3 separate regions of the Mus musculus genome follow, and regions 1 and 3 are each linked to region 2. A link is a contact called in public Hi-C and HiChIP or PLAC-seq data. All regions are on one chromosome and are shown on one strand. Each heading gives the region's core, a stretch centred on a gene start, on an enhancer-like site or on the middle of the called end of the contact. The rest is flanking DNA. Distances are from core to core; before and after follow the strand shown. Region 1 holds the start of Pdha1 (pyruvate dehydrogenase E1 alpha 1). Region 2 overlaps Phka2 (phosphorylase kinase alpha 2). Region 3 holds the start of Gja6 (gap junction protein, alpha 6).

Evidence for each region. A called contact is a pair of places that touch in the nucleus more often than the background predicts. HiChIP or PLAC-seq counts read pairs in DNA pulled down with a chosen protein or histone mark.
Region 1: an H3K4me3 HiChIP or PLAC-seq map of forebrain shows a contact between it and region 2, with 4 times the contacts expected there. The contact joins the promoter of Pdha1 here to the enhancer-like site in region 2. A contact is called at or near these places in 5 of 39 promoter capture datasets (the 3T3-L1 cell line, hippocampal neurons, liver and 2 more) and 4 of 115 datasets of contacts at active chromatin or transcription factors (astrocytes, embryonic stem cells and forebrain).
Region 3: a Hi-C map of cerebral cortex shows a contact between it and region 2, with 3 times the contacts expected there. The contact joins the promoter of Gja6 here to the enhancer-like site in region 2. A contact is called at or near these places in 2 of 39 promoter capture datasets (hippocampal neurons and neural stem cells), 4 of 484 Hi-C or Micro-C datasets (cerebral cortex, cortical neurons and forebrain) and 2 of 115 datasets of contacts at active chromatin or transcription factors (embryonic stem cells and neural progenitor cells).

The regions. Positions count from the first base shown.
Region 1 is chrX:160,136,780-160,140,117 of GRCm38.p6, reverse strand. It overlaps Pdha1 (pyruvate dehydrogenase E1 alpha 1), which reads left to right and starts at 1,688. Exons shown (of 11, transcript NM_008810.3): 1 at 1,688-1,862. The coding sequence starts at 1,806. It overlaps Gm39547 (a long non-coding RNA gene), which reads left to right and starts at 1,871. Exons shown (of 2, transcript XR_878293.1): 1 at 1,871-2,337.
Region 2 is chrX:160,586,969-160,590,113 of GRCm38.p6, reverse strand. Phka2 (phosphorylase kinase alpha 2) reads right to left here. Exons shown (of 33, transcript NM_172783.4): 31 at 1,096-1,149. Among named protein-coding and RNA genes, the nearest start is that of Phka2, 86 kb to the right of the region's middle. Within about 2 kb of position 1,368, at least 18 of the 459 cell types and tissues checked have an H3K27ac peak or open chromatin away from gene starts, as enhancers often do. A contact at or near this core is called in cerebral cortex, cortical neurons, forebrain and 2 more, where this site is marked.
Region 3 is chrX:160,905,393-160,908,752 of GRCm38.p6, reverse strand. Gja6 (gap junction protein, alpha 6) reads left to right here and starts at 1,701. Exons shown (of 2, transcript NM_001001496.2): 1 at 1,701-1,842. The region is part of intron 3 of Cdkl5 (cyclin-dependent kinase-like 5); the gene reads left to right.

The DNA of each region.
Region 1 (3,338 bases), core at 439-2,938, 450 kb after region 2:
GAAAGGACAAATCACTTAAGCCCTCAGACTTGGTGGCAAGTGTTCTTACCTGTTGAGCCATCTTGAGCCTTGGCTTTGTAATTTTTTTTTTTAACAAAGAAAAGGTTGTAACGAAAATATTCTAGTTATGAAAACACTGGTTCCCTTGTTTCCCCAGGGCAGTTTCTTTAAGGCATTAACTTTTGTAATGATAAATTTCTTGTTGGAGGATATTTTGTAATAATGCAAAAGTCTTGTTTCTCATTTTTTCCTGCCATTCATTTTAGCTTCTATTGATAATTCCTGCCTGCAGTGGTGATGGTGTCTTTGTGAAGTGGTGATTCCCACCCACTCAATCTGTGTATATTTGTGTGTGCACATGCACGCGGAAGTCAAAGGTTAATTTCAGGTCAGTCTTCCTCAGTCACTCTTCAGCTAAACTTTTTGAGGCAGGGTCTCTTACTTATCCTGGCTATTACTTCAGTTAGATTGATGGACAAGCAAGCACCTGGGATCCTCGTGTCTCTGCCTCTCCGGCACCAGAATTCCAGGCAATGTTGCTCTTTTCTCTTATTCAGTTGCGTATTTGTGAAGGATCTGTGGCTCTTTCTTTCCCGTGAGTTATAATGCATCACTACAGCACTCATTTCATCCTTCATCCATGGAGATCATAAATGCAAATATTAGAGGACTTTTTATCCTGGGTTCCCAAGTGACCTCCTAGAAATGCTACCTGGCCAATCCATGCTGGACATTTGAATGGAAAAGTCAGCCTCTGTTTCTCTGACCCAGTGATAATGTGAAGCTGACCGATCCAGGCAACAGTTTGAACTTTGAGAAATCATCATCTGCACGTTTCCCGTGTTCTCATAAAGTCTCGTGTCCTAATCTTAATAGTGTTTGGGTAACAACAACACAGGAGATACAGGATTCTGCCTTTTCCCAAGCATAAAGGACAGACAAACTGCTTGTCTATAACTGAGTCCCCCATGAAAAGAAGCAAGCTAACAAAAAATCAAAGAATAAACGCTAAAGCTAAACTCTTGGATGTCTATGGTCAACGATTAATATTTGCTTTCATTTACTTATTTTGATTTTTTTTTTAGATAGCCTCGCTAAGTAGTCCAAGCTTGTCTTGAACTGAACAGACAGCCTGACCTCCAACTCTGGCTATCATCTGACTTCAGACTCCCTAAGGAAGGAATGACAGGCATGTGCCACCACACCCAGCAACATCCAGCATTTAACTGTTAAATCTCACCCAAGTCAACCAGGGCAACACTTTGCAAGGAATATGTGACCTTTTAAAGACAAATTAGTGGCAGGACCATTTCTAGAAACCAGATGATCTGTCTTTCTTGCCCTGGCACCATGGCTTCTCTGTGTAATGGAACAAGGCTGCCTGCCAAAGCTGTACCACAGGCCCGACTGGGCAAAGGGCAGGACCCGCTTTCACCACTTCTTCGCTGGTCTGTGGTACTCAGGGCAAAAGGAAGGAGAGGCCTCTTCCCCACGCCCCGGGGCCCCCCACTTTCCCACGCAGGCGCCCTGGGACACCGGCCTCTTCACCCTCCAGCCACAGCCCCACCTCATTTTTTAGTTAATTAATGGACGGCCACATGTTCCTCCTCAGAAGGGCGTAGCCATCGCCAGCAACCATTCTGGTTGGCCTGCAGACTAGCGCGGCGTGTGATGCCGTCGCGACTCCGTCACTGCGTTTTGGGCGTGGCTTCGGCTCCGGGCGCCTCAAGGAGACTTGGGGACGCCCGCACCACTCCTTTTGAGTGCCTGGGTGCCGCGGCCGCCGCGTGAGTCTGCTGCGCTCCATGAGGAAGATGCTTGCCGCTGTATCCCGCGTGTTGGCAGGCTCTGCGCAGAAGCCGGTGAGGTCGCCTGATCCCGGGAGGCCGGGGTGGGGCTGGAGCCGGCCTGAGGCGGGGCAGGAAGAGGGCGGACCGGGCCCCCCTGGAGCGCACGGCTGGGGGCTGGGGACGAGCTGCGGGACTTGGGTGGGCTTTCCGCGCAGTCCGTGTCGCCACTGGCCGGGGGAAGAGCGGCTTGAGAACGGGCCCGGTCCGCTGTGCTTCCCCCGATCGCCCCCAGCGGAGCTTCACGCCAGCTCCCCTGCAGCGCCCCACAACTGCTCGTCCCTTACGGGACACTGGGAGGCGGAGCTTGGGCTTGCTCCAGCCTCTCTGGACTCCGCTGACTTCCACTCTCCTTCATGTCATTGCTCTTGGCTATGAGGCCACGTAAGACGAAATAAAGAGCTCCCAGTCCCGGGAGTCAGGTTCCGTGCGCACTCCGACTTCTTCGTTTACTAGCCTTGGCACCAGGAACCATCAAGAAGCAGGATATGTAAAAACTCGTCTGAGGGCCTAGTTCTCTCATCTCCATAATGGAGATTCTGAGGACGCTACCTTCTGGGGGGGTGGTTATCTTGAGTTGGTCAGTGGCACGAATGCCAACCCTTCTGCCTGGCACCTGCCAAGGGCCGGTGTCCAGCTGCGTGAGCATTTGTGGATCACCTGTGTTCTGTTCTGAGGAAGGTTCAGGGAGGTCAGGTTCACGGAAAACAAACTTCCTCCACTCCCTGCTCCTCTGAACTTTTTCTTGGCAGTCAATTTTCGAGCAATCGAGCATAACCCAGAGGAAGCCGCCTTTACCCTTAAACACACAGAGGCTTAGAGTTCAAAGTAGCGAAAGAAAACAGCAATGGTTTTCGGAGAGTTGGGATTAGAGGTTAAGACTTATGGCCCGGCTTTAAGAGCTGTCTAATACCTAAGCTTTTAGCATTTTGACCTCTAGCCACACAGAGGTTGCCTTCTCTTGGTGTAACTGTCATCAGGCTTTGACTTGTAATTCTGGTTCTGTTGATTTCTTTAGGATTTGATGCAATTCTGCTCAGTGTGGGGAGGTTGTAGAAAGGTCGAAATGTCCTTCTCTAGGAATTGCATCAAGGAATGGAAAACCACCATTTGAATCTGAACCGGCAGCAAAGCACATTTCTACGACATAGCCAACATTTATTGAGCTCTTAGTATGTGTCCTGAATTCGGCCACGATCTTCACGCGTGTTAAAAGTGCATCATTGATTTTCAGTTTGTTTGAACAAGTTTCTTGTGTGCAGAAATTGTTAGTTGAAGGGAAATTTGTTTATAGCTTGGGGGCTGGGCATGAAATAAAATTGAAAACGAAAAGAAGCTTTGTTCTCAGTGGAAAGAAAAAATAAACAGCTCTGACTAGAATCAAAGTTTCTATAAGTTGCATTAGAGTCCGAAATCAATAAAAATCATACCTTCTGCTTTGAAGACATGTGCTCCTCTTTTGGAGTATAAGAGGGTACTAGGAAGCTGGGA
Region 2 (3,145 bases), core at 119-2,618:
TCATCAATGCTGCCCTAGCACCTTTGGAGCTCAGCTAAAGGCTACCTTCCTCCTGGCCACTGTCTTGACTTTATAGCAGCAGCCCTCTGGAACAAAGGATGACTGCTTTTCCCTGAGGGCCAGCTGAGCTTGTTCTAGTTCTTTTTGTCTGTCTTTTGACAGTGACTTTTAGGGAGCAGGGGCTATTTCTTATTTCTTAAAGAAATTCCCTGTGGTATAAAGAATGGTACCAGGCTGGCAGATGGCAGGTTTACAAAAGGAACACAGCCATTCAGGGCAGAATCTTTTTAAAAAAAATGGCAGGTAGAGAGATGGCTCAGTGGTTAAGAGCACTGACTGCTCTTCCGAAGGTCCTGAGTTCAATTCCCAGCAACCACATGGTGGTTCACAACCATCTGTAATGAGATCTGACGCCCTCTTCTGGTGTGTCTGAAGTCAGCTACAGCGTACTTATGTATAATAATAAATACATCTTTGGACCAGAGCAAGCAGGGACTGAGTGAGCAAAGTTGACTAGAGTGAGCGGGGATGACCGGAATAAGCAGAGTTCCTCAAAATTCAATTCCCAACAACCACATGCAGGCTCACAACCATCTGTACAGCTACAGTATACTCATATACATAAAATAAATAAACAAATAAATATTTTTTTAAAAAAAGAATGGTATCTTGGGCAGGGTAAAATTAAAAAAAAAAGAAAACAAAACAAAACAAAATCTGTTTTTTAAAAGACTGCCTGAAGTGCCTGGTGTGGTGCCTCCTGCTTGAAAGGCTAAAGATAACCCAGAGCACACGGAGGGCAGGGAAAGCAAAGGCAAGGCTGCTGGTGCTTGAAGGGGCCTTGACTGGCTCTAGTGCATGCCTGACAGGCTTTGGGTGGGCTTCTAAGGGCCCAGAGAGTTTATAAATGCTATTGCTCAGGGGAATGAGAGGGAAAGGTAACAAGAAAGGAATTTTGCACAATTTGAGGGTAAGACAGTTAAAGTGATCAGAACTACAGACGGCCTAGTCCATAGAGTAATGCTAAAAGGCATATGCAGAATCAGCCACGAGGTGAGCCCGGGCTGGGCTGCTCTCTGGGTCTTCTCACTTTACCTCTTGGGTTGTCGAGGATGGGAGGACGTAACCATCGATGGACAGGCCATGGCACTAGAAGCAGAACACAGACATTTCAGTCAGATTCCAACACAAGTGTGTGCTTGCTCACACACTCACACACACACACACACACACACACACACACACACACACACACACACACACTTTCCTTGCCCTGGAAATCTGCATGAGGGTTGGAACATGCCAGACTGTCAGAGTTATTTTTAGAGCGCTGTTCTCACTGCCCACAGGCTGTGTTTTCGATGGAACAATTCTAGGGAAAGCAGCAGGCATCTTTCAGATTGGTGCAGGAACAGTGTCCTAGGGAGCTGCTGTGTCCTCCTCCCAAGAGGCTCTGCATTGCACTTGGCAACTGGACCCTGGTGCCTGCCAGAGCCCCTTTGGTCCCACAATGAAGAGAGATTGTCATGGTGAAGTAATGCTCCTGTGCCTTTGCAGCCGTCTATTTTCGAGATTTCTATAATAAGCACCAATCACAAAAGGCTGGAGCACATGCACACGCACACACGCACACCCATGTATATAAATACCAACAGGGTGCAATATAAAATGCTGCTTTTTCATAATAAAAGCATGTTGGTATTGGGCCAGCAGAAGCCTGGCCGGAAATGTATGGTGCCCCAGAAAGACTGAGGAGAATTTCGAGGAATAGTTGGGCCTGTTCTAATCGGCCACCTTTTACCCTCCAGTTGGCAGCAGCTGCCCTGCCTTCATGCTGCCTGGTTCAAGGGCTCCTTACGAGTCTAGAAGGGTGGACCTGGGGCCTCTACAGGCAGCCATCTTGCGCAAGGCCTTGGTTCACAGAGCATAGGCCCTGAAGCCCTGTGACTGGCCCTGGGCACTTGCTACAGAAAGAAGACATCGAGCTGTGGCTTCACAAATGAGGTGGAATATGTTCTCATTCAGGATTACTGCAGTTCTCTCCTACTGTGAAATGAGCTAAAAAGGAATGGTTCAGAGAAAAAAAGAAATTTGTCTTGCTTTGCAAAGCTTTTAAATGAGGCACATTGTCCCTCCATGGGGGAGGCAGGTCAAGCCCTGGTGGGGGCCTTGGGAGTGGTGTGAATACTCTGGAGTAGGAATGTGGGGGAAGATGGGATTGTGGGGTGTTGAGAACAAAGTGGCGCTGCCTTCCCACGCTGCCCCCACTTTAGCAGCAAGTGTTTTAGACAGGGCCTCCTGCACTCAGGTGTGTGGTGCATTGCTGGCCATGGATGTGTCATTTCCTGTCAGTTTCAAACTCCAAACTCCAATGCAATGTTAACAGTCCCTAGGCAGATGGGAAGCACAGTGCTATTCCACTGCGATGGGAGCAGTGGGCAGCTGGTTACGGGATTGGGGGGGGCCCTAGGGTCTCTATCTTCCAGCTGTGGAAACACAGTTATTCCAGGGCAGGAGGGAGTGTGTATCTTCAGGGCACACGGATTCTGGGACCAGGCTATAATATTTTGTTTCTTTGTACCCTAGAACACTTATCAAGTAGAAGGGGCTCCATCATGCCCTGAATGACTCACGCATCATGTCTGTCAGCCTCGCGCTGACAGCTTGAGAAGCTGTCTGTGTGGTAGCTAGCCAATACAGATCCAGTTCATGCTGCAGGTTCTCTGTGGCATTTTTGCTCAAACTCTTCCCTGCCCTCTCTGGTTTTTGTCTATCTTTAGTTTTCTATGATCCTAAACTATGTCAAAGTTGGTTGCACACAAACAGGAATGCTATTTTGTCATGCCTTGCAGGGCCATTTGGCAATGTTTGAAGTTATTTTTGGTGTCATGTCTGGAAGAGGAGATGCTACTGACAACCAGTAGGTAGACACTGCCTCCTATACAACAGTGCACAAGACAGTACTATAGTAGAGCCACCTAGCCCTAGATGCCACAGTGCCAAGGCAGAGAGACTTTGCTCTAGGCTGAGCCATTCAAGGTTGGAGATACATGTTCTATAGCCATCTGCTGCCTGGTACTTGGTAGGGCCACTGTGCCTCCTGAAGGTAGACAGGGTCAGGCTCATTTTCCCGAGAGTCTATGTC
Region 3 (3,360 bases), core at 452-2,951, 320 kb before region 2:
TCCCACTAAGCTTTTTGAATAGTTGTAGGATTGTGGGAAAGTTGATTTCTCCCCCTTCCCTTTCTTTCTTTTTGAGGTATAGGCTCTTACTGTGTATCCCTGGCTGGCTGCAAACCCAGAGATCCATCTGCCGATCTTTCCCCCTTGAGTGTTGGGATTAAAGGGATACTTTGAGTTCTTAATACATTAATCATAATTTTGGTTTTGTTTGAATAGTGTCTTACTATGTTCCTTTGGTTGGCTTTAAACTAGAGGTCCTCCTGCATCACTCTCTGAGTCCTGGGATTGCAGGCAAGAACCATAATGCCTTGTTTATTCATAGGTATTTTAAATTCTTTATGTGACAGTTCTCAAGTCTGTGCCATATCTTCATCTGGTTCTGATACTTCTTTTGTCAAGTTAGATGGTTTTCTTGCCCTTTGCATGCCGTGTGTGTGTGTGCACACTGGGTTTGGTATATGGGGAGATACTAACTGAAAAAGTGGGCCTTTAGTAAGGGATTTTTTTTTTATGTTCCTCAGCCAGGAACCGAACCATTAAACTTTTTTTATTCATTCATTCAGTTTGTATGCATTCATGCAAGTGTTGTGGCTGCACATATGTGGTTTGGGGACGATTTGCAGAGATTAGTTCTTCGCTGCCACAATGTGAGTTCTTGGAGGTTAACTTAGGTTCTCAGCGTTGGCAAGCAAATACATGCTAAACTATGTCACCTCACTGGCCTGTTTCTAATGTTAGAAGTTACTGCCCTCAGTTTCATCTAATGCAGTGGTTCGCAACCTTTTTAATGCTGTGTGACTCTTTAATACAGTTCCTTATGTTGTGGTGACCACCCCCCAGCATAAGATTATTGCTATTTCATAACTAATTGTGTTATTCTTATGAACTGTAATGTAAACATGTAATATGCAACCCCCAAAGGGATCAAGACACAGGTTGAGAACTACTGCTTTAGTGTCTTTTGTTTGTTTGTTTTCTACTTCTTGGTCCTTTCCTTTCCCTGAGACTGTCTTGCCAGCATCACTTTTCAGTGGTGATCGGTACTGGAACCCTGTTGAAATGATGGGAAAGAGTGAGATGGGGAAGTGTTTGTCACCTATGGCTTCAGCTGGGCACCAGTCCTTGGCTATATCCTTCCCAAACATTTTTAGGGCTGCTGTGTCTCTCTCCTCCTTTTGTTAAGTAAAACAGGAATAACAACTCGGACTGGAGCTAATTAATTCCCCTTCTTCCAAAATATATAGCTTCTGATACATTTTGTTTGAGTGTTACGTTAGCCTTTGTTATTGAAGAACATTCTACACTTATTTGCACTGGGCCAGATGGCACAGACTTGTAATCCTAGCTATTTGGGAGGCTGAGGCAGGAGATTCCAAGTGTAAGGTGGGCCTGGGTTACAAAAATGAGTTTATTTGAAAATTATACTTTGCATTTCAAAAGTACTTACATTCTCCATCCCTGAAGGTTTTTTATTGTTTGGTTTTGTTTGTGTTGTTGTTTAATTCGAGACAGGGTCTCTGTGTAGCTCTGGGTGTCCTTGAACTCCCCCAGACCAGTCTGGCCTCAACATTGCATCTATGTCTCAAATGCTGGCATTAAAGGCAAGCTCCACCACGCCTAGCAAGGAAGAGATTCTCATTGGCTCTTATGTCCTGGGGATATTTCAGAATGGTTACTTTTCCCCTCCTACAAAGGGGAGGGGATTTCAGATTTCCGGAGGCCAAGCTGCAAGAGTAGGAGGGTCTCTTCTCCTTGGAGCGCTCTTCCACAAGCTGGTCTCACTTAGCACTTGGCAGATTTATTTTCATTGCTAATATTTTACTCTAGTGCCTTCTGCCTCAGGTAAGTGTCTTGGGTGTGATTTCATGCATTTGTCCATCTAGAGATAGCAGGCTCTCTTGCCCTGTGTCCTCGCTTCTCTAGCAGGTTGGAGCAAACTTGCTGACTTGAAAGTTGCTAGGGTCTCTCTTGCTGTAATGACAGGAATGATGATATCTAAGCTCCGCATGTGTTGGAGCTGAAACTGGAAGTCCTACGTTTATAGTTTAAAATTAGATCTTGTCCAGTTTAAAAATAATGTTCTGCAAGAGGGTTTTAAACTTTCGTGTGAACCATTTGCTTAACAAAGATGACTCATTCTCAGTTATTTCCATCCTTTTGAATCTTAGATCTCTATTTTCATATGGTTAGTAAGAACTTTTTCAGAAGAAAAAAAATTTGAAAAGCTTAAGAACTTCATCTAGTTCTTGAAAATTGCTAAGAACTGTATCCTGGATTAACTAAAAATATTATGACTCTTGATCTGCCAGCATTGTTTTTTGACTTGTCAGCTACCTTTTATAGACTTCGCTGAAGCAGGTCTGGGGATTTGTCTTCACTATTTCACCCTATTTGTTTCTGCAAAACTATCTCTTTCTAAGGCACTTTCAAATGTCTAGAGATGAAGATCTTTGGAACATGAAAAATGAATGAGAATAAACTTGGAAGTCTTATACTGCCGTTGACTTGTACTCAATTAGCCTTGAGGAAGGAGCTAATTATACACTCTAGATCTTGGTGACTTTTGCTTAATAGGACTACTTTTCTAATCTGTGCGACAGAGGACAGTTCATCTAAAATGTGTTAGTTATCTAGCTGAGAAAGTACGCTGTACTTTGAAGCCTTGTAAGTTGATAACTTGCTAAAAAATTTAATTTGGGGAAGCTTCTGTTCTTACCCTTGGATAAGAGTTGCAAACGATCTCAGGTGATTGACACATTGTAAATTTTGTTAACCTTGCCCTTTTTCTAGGGTTCATTTTAAATTGTGTTTTTCTCACAGAAAGTACAGTGAGGAATGGCCATTAAAAATGAAGAAACAAAATAGTATTTAGATGTTTCAAATTGATTATTACTTGGCAAACACTTAATGTGTTTGTGTTAAGAAATACTATTTTTCTGTTTTATTATACCCAATTATTTCCAATGACTATTTTTACGAAAATGTTTTTGAAGAAGGCAAATTCAAATATTAAGTATGATGAATATGATTTTAACTCAGCAGATGAAAATTACTTTATAAATGATTTGCTGCATTGAAAATATTTAAGTAAAAATATTAGTTGTTATGTAAAAATTATCAGTGGTCCAATCATGGTGAAACACATTTGTCTTGCTCTGAATTAGAGGCAGAAAGCCCTTCATTCTGCTTTTGCTTTGAGGACTTTGTCTCAAAAAATAGAGGCTCTTGGAAGGAAATGGATGAAGACTAGCAGGTGTTCAGAGCTGTTTGGCTCACATTTTGCATCATAGGAGCTTCCACCCACACTCAGTAGGCTAGAGGATGGTAGCCATGCTCCTCCTGAAAATGTTTTCATCTTAA